Linked DNA regions of Pan troglodytes: region 2 is linked to region 1. A link is a contact called in public HiChIP or PLAC-seq data. All regions are on one chromosome and are shown on one strand. The core of a region is the stretch at or near the end of the contact, and the rest is flanking DNA. Distances in the headings are between cores, read along the strand shown. Region 1 holds the start of KCNK15 (potassium two pore domain channel subfamily K member 15). Region 2 holds the start of YWHAB (tyrosine 3-monooxygenase/tryptophan 5-monooxygenase activation protein beta).

Region 1 (3,409 bases), core at 523-3,022:
CACTGAAACCTGGCAGTCACCCAGTGAGGTAGGAACAATTGCATTTTGCCTTTGGGGAAACCAGGGCTTGGACAGGTGGAATCAATTGCCAGAGAAGGCAGGTGGCAATAGAGATGAGAACAGAACTCCAGTCTATGCGATTCCAGAACTCATACTTTTAACTCCACTGCAAAAACCACAGCTCATATTCACTTGCAAGAGCATTATGGGGAAACTTTCTCCAAGGCACTGGCTTTCGGACTGGTGATCCAAGCCCCGGGGGGGGGGTGCCGGGACGTTCACAGCTGGAGCCTGGGGAGTGGCCGGCACCAAGCCTGGAGCCCTGCAGAGCCCACTTCTCTCCTTCCTGTTCCCCCAGGCTTAGGCTCAGCAGGTACCAGCCAGATGGTAGTCATGGCAACAGCTGGTGGTCCAGATGCTCCAAAGGAACTGCTCTGCATCCCTGAGGGCAGAGTCCAGAGCCTGTGGTTATCAGTCATTCCTTTAACAAGTATTTATTGATCATCTACTGCATGCTAGGCACGGGTCATACAGCAGTCCCTAAGACAGACTGGGTCCCCATTCTCATGGGGTAACAATAACAATTGCAATAATTAAAAAATGATCTTTTCTTTGTAGTGCTCTGTATGTGTCATGTTTTAGCACAGGCCTTGTCTGTGCATAGTCTGTCTCCTGAATAATAATTCTCACCACAGCCCTGAGATAAGGCCGATTAGCGATACTATTTTACAGAAGAGAAAACTCTGGCTCAGAGAGGTTGAGCAACTCGTCTAAGGTCACACAGCAAGTGTGAGGCAACCAGGCAAGGAAAAGCAAATCCAGCCACTTGGTCTCCCAGCCCCGCTTCATCTATCTCCAAGCCCCTTGGACGTTTTCTGAGCACTCCTGGGTCAGCCTTTTGGCAAACTCGATTTACTGATTCCTCCCGTCCCTGCCTGCGTGGGCTGACAGCTCCATTCAGCAGAGGGGGGCAAAGGAGACCAGGGAGACAAGGGAGGCGAAGGAGACGAGGGAGGCGAAGGAGATGAGGGAGGCTCGGTGAGCCGAAATGACCCGTCCAAAGTAGCTCAGCTGGGCGGGGGCAGAGGTGGGACCGAAAGCCAGAGGCGCCCCGGGACAGCTGGGGCTGGAGCGGGCGCGGAGGGAGGCTCCGGGCGGCTCACCGATGGTAGTGATGACGGTGATGGCGAAGTAGAAGGAGCCGGGGAACTTCCACTGGCGGCCGGCGCGGTGGGGCTCAGCCTGGCGCGCCAGGCGCTCCAGCTCGCGGTAGTCCTCGGCCGAGAAGCCGAACTTCCTCCGGAGAGCGCCCCGCTTCTGGACCAGCAGTCGCCGGCGGCCGCTTTCCGCCTCGGACTCGAGCGCGTCGAAGACAGCAGCGCCCACCAGCAGGTAACACAGGGTGCACAGGACCAGCCCGGCCGCGCGCACGCTCGGCCTCCGCATGGCGCCCCGGCCCCGGTACCCGCCGCGGTCCCAACCTGCTCCGTGTGCCCGGACCGCGCGCTCCGCCCCCTCCAACCCCGGCCCCACGCGGCAGGGTTGTGACGGGCGAGGCGGGGCGACTGCCGGGAACCTGGAGGCTGGGATCGCCACGGGTGGGGGCCGGAAGAGCCGCTCCCCTGTCCGCCTCCCACTCGCCTGCCCGGGGTTCATGTGTCTGTGAATAGTGAGATCTGAAGCAAAGGCCCAAACCCCGGGCCTGCAGAAGTCCTGTTCCCGCCACTAACTCATGTTGTGACCTCGTGCCAGTCTTCCTTCCTTCCCTCCTTCCTTCCTTCCTTGCTTTCTTCCTTTCTCCCTCCCTCCCCTCCCCCCTCCCCTCCCTTCCTCCCTTCCTTTCATTCCTTCCTTCCTCCCTTCCTCCCTCCCTCCCTCCTTTCCTTCCTTCCTTCCTCCCTTCCTTTCATTCCTTTCCCCATCCCTCCCTCCCTTCCTCCCTCCCTCCCTTCTTCCCTCCCATCCTTCCTCCCTCCCTCCCTTCCTCCCTCCTTCCCTTCCTTCCTCCCTTCCTTTCTTCTTCCCTTCCTTCTGTCCTTCCTTCCTCCCTCCCTCCCTTCCCTCCCTTCCTCCCTTCCTCCCTTCATCTCTTCTTCCCTTCCTTCTCTCCTTCCTTCCTTCCTTCTTTCATTCAGTCAGTCAATCCTCTGACAAATATTTACCAAGCACCTACTGGTGCAAACAACATTCCTGTTGTAAGTAAAAGTGATATCCTAGTGAGGAGGGCCAGCTAACAAACAAGAAACTAATTTAAGACAAGAGTGAGAAAGAAGGAAAAGGGATAGTTTCTTGGGGAAGGTGAACCCCACCATCTAAGGTGGTGCTTAAAACAGAACTGAGCATGACTTGGCAGCCAGAATAGCAGAGGAGCCAGTGTCGCTGGAGCCCAGAGAACTGGGGGGCAGATACTTTGGGGGAGCAGAAGGAAGGCAAAGGGGCAAGTTCACACAGGGTCTTACAAGCCCTTATGTGGGTTTATTGAAAGCCATGGAAAGGCTGTATTACAAACACAGGCAAACAAACACACACGCAACACCACCACGATGATCTGATTCATATTTTTTAAAGAGCCCCTGGCTGTCATGGGGAAAAGGGATGGTGGCTAGGAGTGGAGGCCAGTTCGAAGGCTAGTGTAGTCCAAATGTGTGAAGATGGAGAGAAATGAGGGGATCCGGGATGCACCAGGGAGGTGGAGTTGGGCGCCCAGCTGGCCACATTGCCCAGCCTTTCTTGCACTTAGCAGGGTCTATGTGACCAAGCTTTAGCTCATGGAACATGGGCAGAAGTGACATATGCCACTTCCAGGCCTGGCCCATAAAACCTTGCCCTACACGTGCTCCATCTCTTTCCCCCACCAGACGGCTGAATGCAGAGAGCTAAAGTCTTTAGAAGAGAGGGAGCCCACAAGGTGGGAAAAACCTGGGGCTGAATGACACATTGCAAGGTCGTCCCCCAACCCCCAATCAGGAGCCCCAGTTTTGAGCTTCTGTTGTATTAAGTCGCTGACGTATGTTAAGCCCCTGAGGCCCAGCCTGCCGCCTAGGCCCTCCAGGTCCCAGAGGAGGACATACTTCCATATGGAAGCCTCTAGAAAGGAACTCAGTCCTGCCAATACCTTGATTTGAGCCCAGTGAGACCTGTGTAGCCCTCCACCCTACAGAACTAGAAGATAATACATTTGCCTTAAGCCACTAAGTTTGTAATAACTTACTGCAGTGGCAACAGGGAACTAATACAGTGGGTGTGAGGATTAAATGAACCAGTAGATGTGGAGCCGGAGAGCTGAGCTTGGCCCTGAGGATTTGTCTAGAAGTGTGAGCCACTGTTACAGATATCACAAGTGAGCAGATGCCCGGGCCTGTAGGGATGTCCAACCTAGTGCCTGTCCGACTCAGTTCCCAGGCAGAAT
Region 2 (3,409 bases), core at 304-2,803, 140 kb before region 1:
CCTTCCATTTTGAAAGCCACACTTAAATTTCTAACTTAGGTCCAATAAGATTGACAGGTTTTACACTCACACACTGTGTGTTGCCAAGGACAGGGATCCAAGAAAAATGAGGGCTCAAACAAATGAGATATCCCTAAGTAAGAAATAGGGTACACTGGAAGCAGTCAAGAAGAAATTCACCAAGAACAAATACTTATACACATTTCCAAATGAAAATGCAAAAGCTGCAGTGTCCAGGTCTACAAACTGCATCTGTGTCTGGCTTCACATGAACTGACAGAATGAGAAATGCAGACAATTTTCATATTCTTGTAAGTGCTTCACCTTTCTCTTTTGGTTCCCGAGGCTGATTTTATGTTCATAGCATCGTCTTGCCAAATTTCATCTCCCACACAGGGCAAGCAAAATCAGGACCTGATGCTATCTAGCCTTACCAAAGAGAAATGCAATGAAGGCAACGACAAGAAACATGTATTTTACAGAAAGGTTGGCAAATTGCTTACCAAGGCTGCCACCTCTGAAAACCCCATTATATGGGAGTTCTCCATTTGCGGCAAAGATGCACTCACCTTCCCACCTCTTCTTCCCTCCGCTCCCCACCCCCCGACCAGGAAGCCACCGGGCAAATTTCAGACCGAAAAACGTGCTAACACACAATATGGGGGAATTTGGGGTAAAGACACAAAAGAATCTGGCATTAAATGACGGTAAATACTGTGGGAAAATACTCCGATTCTCACCCCCTGATATTTTTTCCTGGGGATCCGGCCTGACTCAGTAACCGGCTCCAACAAACAGATTTTCTTGATTCAAACCCAATTCCCTTCCTAGGGAATCTTGGGTCCTGCCAGGCTCCATAACCAGTGAAGGATGATGAAATGGTTTTACTGCAAAATGGGAGGGGGTTCCCCCACTGCTGTCTCCCAAGGTTAAACCCCTTACTCATCCAGGAGGAGCCAAACACGGGGACTGGGGCTAGAAAACTCATCTGCGTTTGATTAAATTTTAATTTCTGGAAACCAGAAAGCACGGAGCAGAGGTGACAGGGCTGAAGGGGACGTTCTTGCCGACCAAGACGCAGGGAGGGGTCGCGTGGGGACCGAAGCAGATAGTGAGGGAGGGTCCGGGATCCCCGGCTCCGCTGTCCCTTACGGCACAGTACGGAGTTGCACCCCGCCCGGCCGGCAGGACCTCAGGCGGCCCGAGCCTCTCCAAGAGGTAAAGGGCCCGGCCCCGGAAACAGGGAGGGGCCGCTGCGAGGTCTGGCCTCGCCGCCGGCGGCCGCGCGGAGCGAAAGAGGCAGCGCGCCGCCACCCCCCGGGGCCCACCCACTGGGCCGCCGTCGTCGCAGCAGCCAGAGAGGGGCTTCGAGTTTGGGCCCCCGGGGGCCCCGGTCGGACCCCGCGCCGCACTCACCGTGGGAAGGCTGCAGGGAACAAAGACCCTTCCGAGCGAAGCTCCGAGCGAGATGACCTCTTCCTTCCTAAGCCCACTACTCAGGCGGCGGCAGCGGTGCCTGCAGTGGCTGCAGCAGCGGCGGCGGCGGCGACTACCCCGGCTCCGGAATCGGCGGCGGCGGTGGCGGCAGCTCCACTTCCGCTCCGATCGGCACTTCCGCTCCGGTCCTGGCCGCGCCCCGCCCCAAACCGTGTTCTCATTGGGCAAGCGAGGCACGGGGTTGCCACGGCCCCACGGGAGGGGCGCAGACGGAAGGGAGGAGGAAGAAGAGCGAAGGGCAGGGTTGCAGGGGCCGGGGCAGGGCGGATGGCCGGGGGAGGGACCCAGGAGGAGGTGGGCGGAGAAGAAGGAAATGGGGCGGGGGAGCGGGAAAAGGAGGTGGGAGGAGAGAGGGCGGAGCTAGGGGTGGTCAAGATACGGGCTGTGTGGGAATAAGGAGGACTAGGAGTGTGGTCTGGATGGGGATTGCCCTTTCTGCTGGGACTGGAAACGCGCCAGGGCCAGGCCCGGAGATTCGAGGTTTAGCAGTTCCCCCTCCACCCCGAAAGTAATCCTCACTGGGTCGGAGGCCGATGTCAGTCCTCTTACTGTGTGCTTTGGTAATACTGGAGCCAGGGAAGAACAGAAATTGCTCATCCCTCAATGTTCATTTAATCCTTTCAATCCTTCAGGGTACTTACCTTTTACTTCTTTGGTAGACTGAAGAGGCCACGTGAAGTGCCAGGAATCCAACGCACAAACGTCTTTTTAAAAAACCTGTGTAGGGCCGAGCGCAGTGGTTCGCGCCTGTAATCTCAGCACTTTGGGAAGCTGAGGTGAGAGGATTGCTTGATGCCGGGAGTTGTAGGCTGCAGTGAGCTATGGTCATGCCACTGCACTCCAACCTGGGAGACAGAGTGAGACCCTGTCTCCAAAAAAAACCCACAAAAATCTGTGTACATGATTTCTTCTTTAAGATGCCCCCTCGTTGAGGAAGTTCAGGGAAGGAAACAGGCCTCCATGGCTCCCCTCCCCTCCATGACTGCTCTCACAATTACCAACATTCTACTCCTCTCAAGGTAGTTGATTTTGTTTTGTTTTGTTTTGTTTTCTGTTTTTGAGACAGAGTCTCTTTCTGTCGCCCAGGCAGTGTCACAATCTTGGCTCACTGCAATCTCTGCCTTCCAGGTTCAAGCAATTCTCCTGCCTCAGCCTCCTGAGTAGCTGGGATAACAGGTGCATGCCACCACTCTCGGCTAGTTTTTGTATTTTAAGTAGACACGGGGCTTCGCCATATTGGCCGGGCTGGTCTCAAACTCCTAACCTCAGGTGATCCACCCGCCACAGCCTCCCAAAGTGCTGGGATTACAGACATGAACCACCTCGCCCGGCTTCAAGGTAGTTGATTTTTAAACTCAGTCCTTCAAAATGCCTCTCGCCTTCCCTCTCTCCTGTTCATTTATTCTTTCAACAAATGTTGAACAGGCTTTTTGCTTAGTGCTGGAGACACAGCGATGAACAAGGCAGATGGGGCCCTGCTGTCTTGGAGTTTGCAGTCGGGTAGGAGAAAAAGCCAAGTAAATAGGCCTTTGCCGCCTTGCCTTTACCCTTACTTAGCTAAATGACAGACTTCTAATTCACCGTTTTGCTCTCAGCCTCGCCCGTCAACTGCCAAGTGATCTTTTAAAAATACCATTCTAATCGTGTCCTGTTCTTGCTTAAATTATTTAGTGTGCACTCAGACCTAGATGACAATATATAAGTTCCTTGAGTGTGACAATCAGGGTTCTCCAAAAGCTGCCCTTATCCTTTAGCTGCTATTTCTCCCCCATCGTAAATACCCCAATTCAATTGGATGATTCCTTACCCTCCCAATATGCCATCTCCAGTATTTCTAAGCAGTTTGACTTAGTTGCCAACACTTTTTTAAACTGAAAAGTTTCTGTGTGAACAGAAATCTGCCTCTCTGCCT

The links. HiChIP or PLAC-seq counts read pairs in DNA pulled down with a chosen protein or histone mark.
Region 2: a contact with region 1 is called in an H3K4me3 HiChIP or PLAC-seq map of stem cell-derived excitatory neurons, with 2.2 times the contacts expected there. The contact joins the promoter of YWHAB here to the promoter of KCNK15 in region 1. A contact is called at or near these places in 3 of 7 Hi-C or Micro-C datasets (blood, induced pluripotent stem cells and stem cell-derived neural progenitor cells), 1 of 1 datasets of contacts at active chromatin or transcription factors (stem cell-derived excitatory neurons) and 1 of 1 other capture datasets (stem cell-derived neural stem cells).

The regions. Positions count from the first base shown.
Region 1 is chr21:50,997,547-51,000,955 of NHGRI_mPanTro3-v2.0_pri, reverse strand. KCNK15 (potassium two pore domain channel subfamily K member 15) reads right to left here and starts at 1,772. Exons shown (of 2, transcript XM_001152552.7): 1 at 1,164-1,772. The coding sequence starts at 1,656.
Region 2 is chr21:51,137,449-51,140,857 of NHGRI_mPanTro3-v2.0_pri, reverse strand. YWHAB (tyrosine 3-monooxygenase/tryptophan 5-monooxygenase activation protein beta) reads right to left here and starts at 1,553. Exons shown (of 7, transcript XM_063802989.1): 1 at 1,417-1,553.